Linked DNA regions of Mus musculus: regions 2 and 3 are each linked to region 1. The links are chromatin contacts, called in public HiChIP or PLAC-seq and Micro-C maps. All regions are on one chromosome and are shown on one strand. The core of a region is the stretch at or near the end of the contact, and the rest is flanking DNA. Distances in the headings are between cores, read along the strand shown.

What was found. A called contact is a pair of places that touch in the nucleus more often than the background predicts. HiChIP or PLAC-seq counts read pairs in DNA pulled down with a chosen protein or histone mark.
Region 2: a contact with region 1 is called in an H3K4me3 HiChIP or PLAC-seq map of craniofacial prominence, with 4 times the contacts expected there. The contact joins two enhancer-like sites. A contact is called at or near these places in 11 of 484 Hi-C or Micro-C datasets (cerebellar granule neurons, embryonic stem cells, muscle stem cells and 3 more), 6 of 115 datasets of contacts at active chromatin or transcription factors (bone marrow-derived dendritic cells, craniofacial prominence, embryonic forebrain and 3 more) and 1 of 9 other capture datasets (embryonic stem cells).
Region 3: a Micro-C map of the HL-1 cell line shows a contact between it and region 1, with 10 times the contacts expected there. The contact joins the promoter of Nr2f2 here to the enhancer-like site in region 1. A contact is called at or near these places in 2 of 484 Hi-C or Micro-C datasets (the HL-1 cell line and uterus) and 2 of 115 datasets of contacts at active chromatin or transcription factors (craniofacial prominence and embryonic hindbrain).

The regions. Positions count from the first base shown.
Region 1 is chr7:70,065,645-70,069,787 of GRCm38.p6, forward strand. No RefSeq gene overlaps it. Among named protein-coding and RNA genes, the nearest start is that of Gm24120, 110 kb to the left of the region's middle. Within about 2 kb of position 2,422, at least 20 of the 459 cell types and tissues checked have an H3K27ac peak or open chromatin away from gene starts, as enhancers often do. A contact at or near this core is called in craniofacial prominence and embryonic forebrain, where this site is marked.
Region 2 is chr7:70,328,228-70,332,186 of GRCm38.p6, forward strand. All of the region lies in intron 1 of Gm29683 (predicted gene, 29683), which reads right to left. Among named protein-coding and RNA genes, the nearest start is that of Gm29683, 7.6 kb to the right of the region's middle. Within about 2 kb of position 2,229, at least 104 of the 459 cell types and tissues checked have an H3K27ac peak or open chromatin away from gene starts, as enhancers often do. A contact at or near this core is called in craniofacial prominence and embryonic forebrain, where this site is marked.
Region 3 is chr7:70,359,083-70,362,871 of GRCm38.p6, forward strand. Nr2f2 (nuclear receptor subfamily 2, group F, member 2) reads right to left here and starts at 1,511. Exons shown (of 3, transcript NM_009697.3): 1 at 806-1,511. The coding sequence starts at 1,247.

The DNA of each region.
Region 1 (4,143 bases), core at 1,172-3,671:
GGAGCTTGAAGCAATATCTTTCTCCACTAAACTGCTTTATTACCACCGTACCCTCCCTCCTGGGCATGCAGTCAGCTGAGACTAGGCCAAATTGGCAGTCATTTTCCTGGAGCCTGGCAGGTCTGTGATCTCTGGGAGTTCCCAGCCAGCATTTCTGCCTCAACCAGCCCTTCCAAGGGTCAGTGACCACCCTGGCATTCAGGCGCCAGTTTGCATGGGCTGGGTCACAAGTCAGGAGCAATATGAGTTCATATCTTAAAGTCACACTGTGAACGCATTCCCTGCCCCCTGTGGTATTTCACAGTGCCAACTCTCCTCCACATGGTCTCCTAATCCGCTACTGACAGAGCGTATCAGGACAGCATCCTTCAGAGTCAGCTGGAAGCAGAAGAGCTCTTTGGTGACCAAGGGGTTAAATTGATAACATATTTTTATTTTGCTTTAAAAAAAAACTATAATTTGGGGAGATGTGTTGACTGTTGATAAGCAGCCCTGAAATAATAATAGCAGGGGCTGCTTATCACAGGCAGGCAATAGTTCTATGAACATGTTCTGGTGAACTAAAAAAAATGGGAACAAAAATTAATAGTGACAGAGCTGGTAGAAACAAGCCACAAATCCGATACTGAGTCATAAAATACAGACTAACCCAATAAACACATGCTACTGTTATTATATTAATATTGTTAAAAATATCATAACATTTTAAAAATGGAATGGGGGTGGAGGGACACTGTTTTTAGAGATAATTTTTACTTTGTGTAGCTTAAAGGCAGATTTTTTTTTTTCCTACTGAAGATACTAAATCCGCAACTCAGTACGGCAAAGAACCTGGCTTAGAGTCAGCATTTAAAAGGTTGCCCACATTTGTGTCCTCCAATGAAACAAATGGGAGAGGGCGCTGGCATTTATTGGGGGTTGTCTCGTACATGTGACCTCAGTGAACTGTGCACATCTCATCTCCTGAAGGAGGAATAGCTCACACTCTGAACTGAGCAGACCTGGACCGATCCAGTCACTCCTCTGTGAAGCGAGGAGCCAGGGGAACTAAAGTCTAACCTCAAGACCTATTCCTTAACTAGGGCTGGTGGATCTGATGCTTCAGGAACTTCTACCTAAGTGTGGAGACCAGAAGAGGGGCTTTGGGGGAACTGCCACCAGAGAAGACAGCTGGGCCCATCTCGCCAAAGTGGCCATAAGTTAAGGTCAAGTTACCTCTTCTAGGATAGGTATTCCAGAGAAAGCCAGAATGGTACATTCTCAAGAGAAAGCTCACCTTTTAAACAATAGAAAAACTGAACCAAGACATGGACCCTGAGCCTCCAAGGAGCTACTTCTCAGGCCGAACACCCTGATGTATTCTTTTTCTCCCAACCGTACTTGCCCTGGAAAAGACACTACTGCACGCTTGTTTCCTGGGCTGACAGAATTCTGCTTCCGTTTGAGACGGTCCTTTATTCATCCTTCAATAAATATCATCATTCTAAGTGCTCTTGACATAATACCATGCCTTTTGTTTTTCCTCTCTAAAAAATCCCAGATGATGCATATTAACTACAGGTCACTTGCGGGTCTGTTGTCAAGTAGAAAGAGAGAGAGAGAGAGAGAGAGAGAGAGAGAGAGAGAGAGAGAACAGGGTCTCTGAAATGTTTAAAATCTGATCCTCATCACTGGGGTCTTATTTCATATAGAAGCCGTGTTTACTGCTTGACTTTTCAAGTTTAGAAGATCAACAATGAAAAGTTACTCTTCTCCCAGCTTTGGGGGATGGGGAGGGGGCAGGGAACATTTTTATTTTAAGTTGGTGTAAACAAACGCCAAGATGTTATTGGAGATGCCACATTTTTCCAGACGCATGCGCAAGGCTAGGCACTTTGTACCAGGATCTTCGCTGGGTTCTGGGATTAAATCTGCTGGGGGCCATCAAAAGAATGAGCTGATATGCCTGAATGAAATACCTTGAGTACTCCGGGGCCCTCCAGTCTTGAATATGGTCAACACAATGTAAACTTGGATATCTGTGTGAGTCTCAGGAAACGACACACAATTTACCCCCCCCCCCAAAAAAAACGTTTTCTAATATTTTTTAATCTTCTCGTGGCCAGCCTGGTAAACAACGCAAATGAGTTCCTCTTGGGCTCTGCATTTTATTTCCACGGCTGCGTTTTCTCTCTGCCCTTTATCCCAGCCCTCACTGTGTGATGTGGTTTCATTCTCGACAAGACATCAGATCTTGACTTAATAGGCAGCAAGGGTAAAACGCCAGCTCTTCACACACAGGGAACCCAGAGGAACATGCCAGCCTCCTTCCAAGATGTGATAACGTAATCTAAAGCCAGGCCCAGCCTGTCAGTTCAGACCTAAAGGGATTTGATTCAGTGTCAGAACCTTTGGCTCAGGAGGTCACTTTCTGTTCTTGCTTTTCTTATAACAAAAGAGGGGAGGGGGCGTTCCGTGGCAAGTGTGTATGTGTGTGTGAGCGGGGAGTCCATACGCTCTCGGTTTTTTCTCAAGCCCCAGGAATTCCTCAGCTGCTGTTTGTTGGGCACAGAGCCTTTATTTCAGCTTCCCGCAACATTTTCATTAGACAGAGGCTCTGAAGTATGCTTGAGACGTGGATTGTGCGACTAAAAATCTTAGGCCTCTCCACAAGCAGGCTGATTGAAATCAGCACTGTGTCAGGGCCTGTCATATCTCAGAAAAGACATAAAACACACGGAAACATCAATAAGCAACAAGCCCCTGACAGCTCCGAGACATTCCAGCTGACAAGAAGAGAAAGGGGGTGAGGTTAGGGCTCAGGGGGGATATTTAAAATGCCTAACAGCCAGCAGAAGCGTTGGCAGGCTTCAGGGAGGCCAGGGGAAGACAAGATAAGGTCTCAGGTTATCACCTGGCTCGAGGTGGATCCCTCCCAGCTAGGCCACCCGGACGAGACAATGGCACATGCCTTCCCCCCTCCCCACCCCCTACCTCTTATTTTTAAATGTTTCTACCAATCAAACTTCATGTATGGTGTTGCCCAGACAACGTGTGTGCAAGAAAAGATTTTAAAATGTAAAAAAGAAAAAGATGAAGAAATCTACAAGTTGAACAATTCTGCTTCCAGCTACAATGTACAGAAATCAAAAAGGCTTAACAAGGTGGTTTTTTTTTCTTCATTTAATTTCCTGTATACCAGAAGCTTTTGTTAAGAGATCAGAGATATTGCTATTTATTGAATTTTTAATATGATCTTTATTAAAAGGCGGCACACATGTTTGGTTTTCTCTCTCTTTCTCTCCCTCTCTTTCTTAACATGCATGGATATAAAAATCAAAGGCCAAAGAATGAGCTATGGTTGTTTGATTTGGGTGCTTCTATAATTCGGGTGAGCTTGCAGCTATAGGATTCATTTCAAATTAAAAAAAAGAAGAAAACAGATAAATAGCCCTCCTATTCTTTGTCAGACCTTTGGTATTTTGTTGGGGGTGGGGGTGGACAATATCTGTTAACTGTTTGAGCGTTTCAGACAGACAGAAGGATTAAAAATGAAAAAAAATCTGTCCTCTGGTTGTCTATGATCAATCTTGGAGGGTGAATGGAAGTGATTTGAGACTGAGGTTGCTCTGTCACAGAGTGTGTAGTACACATGTTGGTCCTAGGAGCAGACTCCTAGCTGCTCTTTAAAGGAAGTTCTTTTCATTTAAAGAAAAGCAATCTTGAGAGAAAAAAAAACTAATAAATGTGGGTTCTAGAGTCCTAGTTATAGATTCAAAAGGAGGCGCTGTGGCATCTGCTTTAGCTCAAGGCTAAGTCTGTCTCTCTGGCTCTAGAGATCCATGGATAGACTCTAGACAACGTGTTCTATCTTCACTCTTTCTCCCGCTGGGGGGAGTTGGATATCCTGGTCTTACCCATCCCTGTGACATCCCTGCAGAAGTCAGTCCTGAGCCCAGTAGCTTTGGACACACGTACCATGCTTTGCATTGTTTTAAGACCCTTCTTCCCAGGGGCACAGCTCTTCCAGCTCCCACCATGGTCTTCATCTCTATCTACACCTCTATTCATTCACTTGTTCATTCAATTGTTCATTTTGGTACTGCCTTCCTGATTAAATATTTCCTTCCTTCTGTACTTGGTGGTTACAACAGTTTGGCAGCC
Region 2 (3,959 bases), core at 979-3,478, 260 kb after region 1:
GTGAAGCCCCTAAGCCTTCAATCCTGTGAAATTTTCAAAAGATCTCTAGAAGCAATCTCAAGCTGCCTGACCCCTGACAGGCACCGATCTCTTTATTCCTCCGGCTGCCAGCACTTCATTTGTTGGAATATCTTTCAGATTTGCACCTCCAGATGACAAACCTGAGTGTTTATTATGTGAACATGAATCGGAAATCTCCAAGCCCGTACAAAAGCACCATCTTAAACATAATATTTAATTTCTCAGCCTAAGTGCCAGCTTCTTTATTTGCTTTTCATTAGCTTAAATATTTTTCCAGGTCTCCCCTGTGTCACTTTGATATTTAGATGATTTTCTTCTTCTTTTTTTTAATCATCAGTTTCCCCCTTGGAAAAAAATATCTATCTCCAGTGTCTGCAAGTGCCCGTACAATGTCACAGCGCCTCAGTCAGCCAGGACTCACTCTCTGACATCTAGCCCTGGGACATGGGACACTTCTCCAACAAGATGGGGGCTTAGTCTCTCTCTCTCTCTCTCTCTCTCTCTCTCTCTCACACACACACACACACACACACACACACACACACACACTCTCCTGTTTTTTAACCAGCAGTCAGTGCTGGCTGTAGACCAATGATGACCCTCCATTTGATTCCACTTTATTTTCCTCCTGGCCTTTTAGATTCCTTTTATTTTTATTTAAAACAAAACAAAATCTCAGAAAGTGCAGGGGGGCGGGGGAACATTCCATGGTTCAAACATGCCCAGTTTGGGGCCCGTGCATCCCTGAGTGTACTGAGTTTAAATTTTCTTTCCAAATCAGTGACTCCTGCCCTGGACATTCATTCAATCTTGCCCTGCTACAGTGGGGATAAAGGGTACTGAGGGGGAGTAGATGGGCATAATTCCTAAAATAGAACTGCTATATTTAAATGCTCTCTGCCAAATAAATATTCCACCTACAAGGCACTAGGGTGAAGACATTGGAGGCCCTTGTCTTGGTTTCAGCCTCTGACAGGAGTTTTAGAGCCCAACAGGTTGCCCTGTTGAATAAGTTGAGACAGAGACAAAACTGCGCCCAAGCAGACCCTGGGGATGAATCACCAATATGAAGCAGTCCCGGGTCCAGAGAAGGTGGGCTGACACCCCCTCTACGTGTTTGGATGCCGTGTTGCTATGATTAACTTATTAAACCCCCTCGTAATTATTTTAATTTGACTGAAAAAAATACTTTGGGCAGAGATAGGACGTGTTTGTATTTATCTCCCTCCATACCACACACACCCATAAAACCTGTGTTAAAACAAATGTTACTTTCCTCTCTCCGTACATGGGCCCTCCCTTTTTTGAAATAGACCAGAGGAACTGCCATTAGATCGAATGGCAAGTCTTTATGGAAAGTGTTTTGCATAATTACATACCAAAGCCAGAACAGTCACCTCCACATTTTATGGGTCACAAACCATCAACAATTGCCACATTATTGTCCACGAAACCTTCGTCCCTTCATTGATGGAGCGGACTCCACTGCCTAATCTAGAACGGGAGAGGATGGAAATTTCTTCTAATAAGAACCCAAGAAGATTATGTCCTCAGTGACGCCGTGTTTACATATAGTTATAAAGTTCAGAGAACCGAAGGGGAGAGGGAAGGAAATCGGACTAGGCCTGATTAAGAACACGCATCCGTGTAATATAGATAGCGCATCAAAGGAGGAGGCTGGATACCTCTCCCCTTTCAGTTTCGACCCCTTTTCTACCTTTGTGATGCTGTAATTAAGATATTCTTATTTAGACAGACAGCTTCTCTGGTAACTGAATAATATTAGCCCCTTTGATGTCAAACTTTTGACAGTTATCACACCAGCACTGGGCAATTTAGCACAAATGCCCTCCTTTAAAAAGAGAGAGAGAGAGAGAGAGATAGAAACCCCCAGTGTCTTTGAAGAAATCTAATAAGTGCGATCCTTATCACCAGGCGATTTAAATCGCCGACGACAGGCCACCTAGCTATGAATTACATTCGGTTATACATAATAAAGCTGAATTTGGGTTTCAGTTCATTGCTCGGCGGAAGAACCCTAACTGCATCACCTCTCTTCTGAATCCCAAAGTAGTTGCTCAGATGAGGAGAAAGCACCCAAGATTACCAGGCCAGGGCAAGGACGTTGAAGAGATGGGGACTAGTGAGTGCAAAGCCGAGCGCCCTTTCCCCAGTTCCGGGGAGTGGGGCAGGACCAGACACCCACTCTCCGGATGAGATGTCGCTGTTGCTTTCCTAGCCTGGCCGCCAAATTTGGGATTTGCCAGATGGTGGGATTATCTTCGCGTCTGTTATAGTGTGTGTGTGTGTGTGTGTGTGTGTGTGTGTGTGTGTGTGTGAGAGAGAGAGAGAGAGAGAGAGAGAGAGAGAGAGAGAGAGAGAGAGAGAAGAGAAGAGGAGAGATCGCGGGTGGAGGGTAGAGAATAACGTCAAGACAGAAATCTAGAGACTGAGCTGGCTCCTTGAAAATGCTCACTCGGTTACCCTTTACCCGCTTTGGGCCCTGCCACCTCCTGGACCCTCACTCGAGCCTTTGGCATCTCGGATTGGCCTCCCCCTCGGGCACAAACAACACCAGCGCCATCCGGGCCCCTCGGCGTCGGCTCCCTGCCTAAGTCTCAGGACCTGAAGCTTAGTGCCCAGATGCAAAGAGCAAGGAGTTGGGGGTGGGGGTGGGGTAGGAACAAGCCTCGTGGAGGAAGAGTGGGTGGGTAGGAGAGTTGTTAAGGGAAAGGAGCAAAGAGGGCGGAGTGGGAGGGGTGGAACGGGAATACTGACACCTGGAAGGCATTGTCTTTGCTAGAGACACCTGTCAATCTCTGCTCAGGGGTCTTGAGGCCAGGGGCGGGGAGGCCGCCGTTCTCCTTGGTGATGTCATCTAGGAGTCTCGTCCCTAAGGAGGGTGGGAATGGCTCCGAGGGCGCAGAGCCCAGAGGGCTTAGAGAAGCGTGGGGGAGGAAAAGAGAAAATAAACAGAAGTAGCTCTCTCGGCTGGCAATTTACATGGAAATCAATAATCCAACTTTAATGTTATTTTTAATCTTCCCTGACCGTCTTGCCTTTTCACTAGGGGAGAGGGGATGAGGTTACAACAGCCCATCCCTCTACCCACACAATCGCTGGGGAAGTCTTGTTATCTCAAATCCCGGTGCAACCAACCCTTCCCCCAGATCCACACCCCGCCCCCCTTTTCTGCGGGTCGTTCCAAACGCTGCCTTCAGGCTTGAGAAGGAAACACTTTGGGACGAGTTTTGAAAGTCTTCCGATACTGCACCGGGTGAAGGGGGAGTTAATTAACGCCAGGCATGCTCAGCGAGTGGGAGAGGGGGCCTCGGCGTGGGTGGGCGGGCCAGGTCGACTGCAGAGGTGCGCGCAGTGCGGGAGGCGCGGGATCTGGAGGCCCGAACTTGCGGGCCTTTGCTGGCAGGAGGTGATCGGAGGTGGCTCGGGCAGGGAGCGCGGAGATGCCCCCAAGGAGTCCCCCCGTTAATCCTGGGGAATTCTGATCTCCCACCTACTGGGCCCCCACTCCCAACCCACCGTGTGCTACAGAACTCTCATTCTTTTCGGCCGGAGCTAATTAGCAGCCTGCCAGCGGCCTGATTTATGGAAACGCTCGGGCGGGCGGAGACGCACCGCTAGCGGAGCTCTGGCTGCCTCCGGGCGGAGCGAAGGAGGAGTCTCCACCGACCTCCTCCGACGAATTTCCCTCCTCCCTGCCAGGGGGAAAAAAAGAAGAAGAAGAAGTTGCTGTTTCATCGCTTCGACCTGGCTGGTCCAGGAGCCTACCCCCTCGCCCTAACCACCTTAACCTAGGACGCGGGGATGTTTAGGTTCCTGTGGGCAAGGCAGGGACTGTGGCCCAGTAGCAGCATCCCGCAAGTGTTGAGGCCACCAGGTTCCAGCTCCGGCTAGAATCGGAGCCTTCCAGCCCTGGG
Region 3 (3,789 bases), core at 261-2,760, 290 kb after region 1:
CTCCAACCCGGAGCCCGCGCCCAGGCGCGGAGCGCGCCATTGGTAGAGCACTGTTCCCGGCTCTGGGATAATTTTATATCACAAAGACCCAACTGGCGCAGAGGGAAAGCAGCGGCCAAAGGCCCCTTGCCCACACTTTCCTACTCCCTACAGTGCTCTCAGGGTTTCAAAAGTGAAAGGAAAAAAAAAGAAAACAAGAGGTATTTTTTTAAAGCAGAATGTTAATCCACGGAGGGGTCACATGAGCTCTGCCCAGGCGGCAGCGTTAATACGGCGAAGTGCATAAAATTGCCATTTGTAATTTGAACCTCCTGTACAAAAGTACAATCTCAGGTTGTTTTTTTTTTTTTCTGAAAAGGTGGGGGTTGGGGAGAGGGGTAAGGAGGAGGGACATATGTTGAACATGCAGGAAAAACAAGGAAAGAGAGAAAGGGAAGAGAGAGGGGGGGGACTTTAAAACAACAACAAACAACCCATTCCTTGCAGAAAGGTGAACTCTAATGAACTCTCAATCAATGCAAAGGAAAGGAAAAGCTGTCCGGAGAGGGAGAAAGAGAGAGAGGGGGAGAGGAAGAAAGAGTGGAGAAGGAAAGTCTACTAAAGCATGCGGACTGTAATGGGGGTGGGGGCTGATCTGGGTTGCAGTGCAGACCCCCACCCCCCTCCCCGGTTCCTAGTACCAAATCCCCTCCGACTGCAACCGGGAGAGCTCGGGGCTTCTGAGTCCTTACCCAGAGCAGGCTAGCCAAACGCACCCAGAGCCCCGGGACCGCGGGCGAAGGGGGAAGAAATGAGAGGCCGATACCTTCCCGTCTCATGCCCACTTTGAGGCACTTTTTGAGGCGGCAGTACTGGCACTGGTTGCGGTGGTGCTGGTCGATGGGACAGTTCCGGTTGGCGCGGCACGTGTAGCTCAGGTTCCTCCGCACGCTGCGCTTGAAGAAGCTCTTGCAGCCCTCGCACGTGAACTGGCCGTAGTGCTTGCCGCTCGACTTGTCCCCGCACACCACGCACTCGATGTGCTGCTGCTGCTGCTGCTTGTCGCTGCCCGGGCCGCCAGGGCCGCCCTGGCCGCCAGCCGCTGTCTGGGCCGGCGTGCTGGCCGGGCCCCCTTGGCCCGGCGTCTGTGGCGTGTGCGGGGCGCCAGGCGGCGGGCCCGGCACGGGCGGCGCCTGCGAGGCCTGGCTGCCCTGAGAGCCGGGCACCTCGTCCTGGGGGTCGCGCCACGTGCTGACTACCATTGCCATATCTATGGGGGCCGCGTCCGGACTTCTGCTCCCCTGGCTGCGGGCGGCGGCGGGGTGGCGGCGGCTCCCGGGTCTCGGGCTCCGGCGCGCCGCCTTTTGTGTGTGCGAGGGTGCGAGAGGGCGCGGGAGGGCGCCCCGGGTGGCTCAGGGCTAGTTGATTTGAGGTTGGTTAGTTTTTCCTTTTTTGTTTTTTTGTTTTTGCTTTTGCAAAGTTTTGTCGATTGCTTGTCTGGCCCGGTGTGTTTGTTTTGTTTGTTTCCCTCGGCTCAGCTTTGTTGGTTTCGGGGGGCTTTCCGTCCAGAGGGGAGGGCAAGGGGACAGGGGAAAGAGAGTGGGAGCAGAACGTGGAGAGAGGGAGGGGAGGGAGAGCTGCAAGTCGATTGTCTGGCTTCAAGACAGAAGTAGGAGGCAAAAAAAAAAAAAAAAAAATCTCTCTAAAGATCTCGCTCGCTCTCACTCTCCCTCCCTCTCTCCCTCTCTGGTTCACTCTCTCGCTCTCAGATCTAGTGTGCAGCGGAGGAGTTGGAGGAGGAGAAGGAGGAGGAGGAAGAGGAGGAGGAGGAAGAGGAGAAGGAGAAGGAGAGGCGACTGTCCGGGGGCCAAGTCCAGGGCAGCCCACAGTCAGCCATTCAGGAAAGCCATCGAAATCAGGAGGACTGGGAGAGCGGAGGCGCCGGGCGCGGGCGCGCCCTGGGAGCCAGGCAGGCCGGGGCGGAGGCCGGCGGCCCGCGGAGTGGCCGGAGCTCTGCCCGGGTCCGGGGGAATCAGCATGAAAGTGGTCCGCGTCCGGCGCTGCGCGGCGTCGTCCTGGCGCTGGGCCGCCGCCGCCTCCTGCCCCGGGCGCCTGGCGCGCGCCGCGCTCGCTCCGGACGCCGCCGCCGCCGCCGCCGCTCTCGGAGGCCGCTCGTTGCTCTCCGCGGGCCGCCCGGGCCGCCGCCGCCGCCGCCGAAGCCTCCGGGTCGGGCCCGGAGCCGCTGCGTCTAGCGCCGCCGCCGCCGGTGGAGTCGCTGCTGCTGCCGCTGCTGCCGCCGCCGGTGGAGCCGCTGCTGCTGCTGCTGCTGCTGCTGCTGCCGCCGCCGCCTCACACACATAGGGAAAGAGTCAACTCGCCGGCGGCGGGGGAGAGATGATAAGAGAGAAAGGAGGGCAGATCAGCACCTAGAAGCGCATCCTTCGTGCGCAGAGGGGGGAGAAACGGAGAGAAAGAATGAAAGAGGGAAGAGCAGCGCGGCACCCGGAGAAAGGAGGCAACTCCGGCAGAGGAGGAGGAGGAGAAGAAAACACACACGCGCGCACGCACGCACACACCGCGGAGAGAAAAGAGCAGAATCAAAGTGATCAAATATGCTAAAAAGGGGGGCGCGGGAGGGAATGCGATTTATAGGCGCCGGGGCTGGCAGAAGTGGCTTCTCCGCGATCAGCTCACTGAGCTCTCTATATAGTGAACTTTGACACGACTGCTGCAACTTAGCGCACGTTGCCATGGCGACGGCGCGCCTTATAAGGCAGCCGCCGGGGTTGGCCTGGCCCGGCGCGCGCGCGCCGCCCCCTCGTCGTCATTGGCCGGAGCGCAGCGGCCCCGCCATGGCGGCAGCGGGAGCAGCCCGGTCCTAGCGCGAGCGGCGTCGAGACAGCCGCACGGGGCGCGCGGGGACGGAGGGGGGCGGGGACGGGTGGCCGCGCGGTCCTGGCCACAGAGAGGGGGATGGGCCCGGGTGGACCCCGGAGCGCGGACCCCGGCCGCCCCGCATCGGGCACAGTGGTTTCCGCCCTGGCGGCAAGACTAGCGCGCGGCGCACACACTACGACTCTTAAAGGCTCCGCAAGGGGTTGAGGATGGAGCCAAAGACTTAGTCTCTCGCAACTTGGCGATGCCTCTAAATGCGCCGCTCGCGGTCCACCCGGGACTCCCGGCGCATTATGTAGAACCCACTATTCCAAAAGACTGAATAATGCTCTCCCCTTCTTTGTAGAGGGGTACGCAGCGGAGGTGGCAAGGTGCCGGGATCTGGGCTTGCAAACCAAAGATTTGGCTAGATCCGAAGGGTGGCAAATCCTTTGCTTAATGAATTCCCATCACTTGCTCGGCTTGGTAGCTCCTTTTTGTTTGTTTGTTTGTTTATAGGAAAAGAAACCGTTCGATATTTGCCTTTTTCTTTGGAGGGCTAATATTTTATAGATTTGTGGCCTGACATTTTAAATGCTCAAATGAAGCATCTCGGATGCTGAGAAACACCAGACTTCACCTCATTGTTATGATGCAATTAAAATAAATTCCTCTCAACTTTATCCTCTCTTATTGGTTTTAGCTAACTGGCCAGCCAGTGACCTGTCACACACCCGGTCATGAAAAGAGGGAGAAAGACCTTTCTGTCCGCTGATGGACAGGCGGAGGCAGCCTCTCAGCCTTGCCTGTGCACACCCTCTGTACACACATGTAAACGCACATGTATCAGATGCACATTTGTCAATGTACCCAGACAAAGACGTCCAAGACGACGCTTCTAGGTCATAGAACAGTTGAATATGGACTTCATTGTTC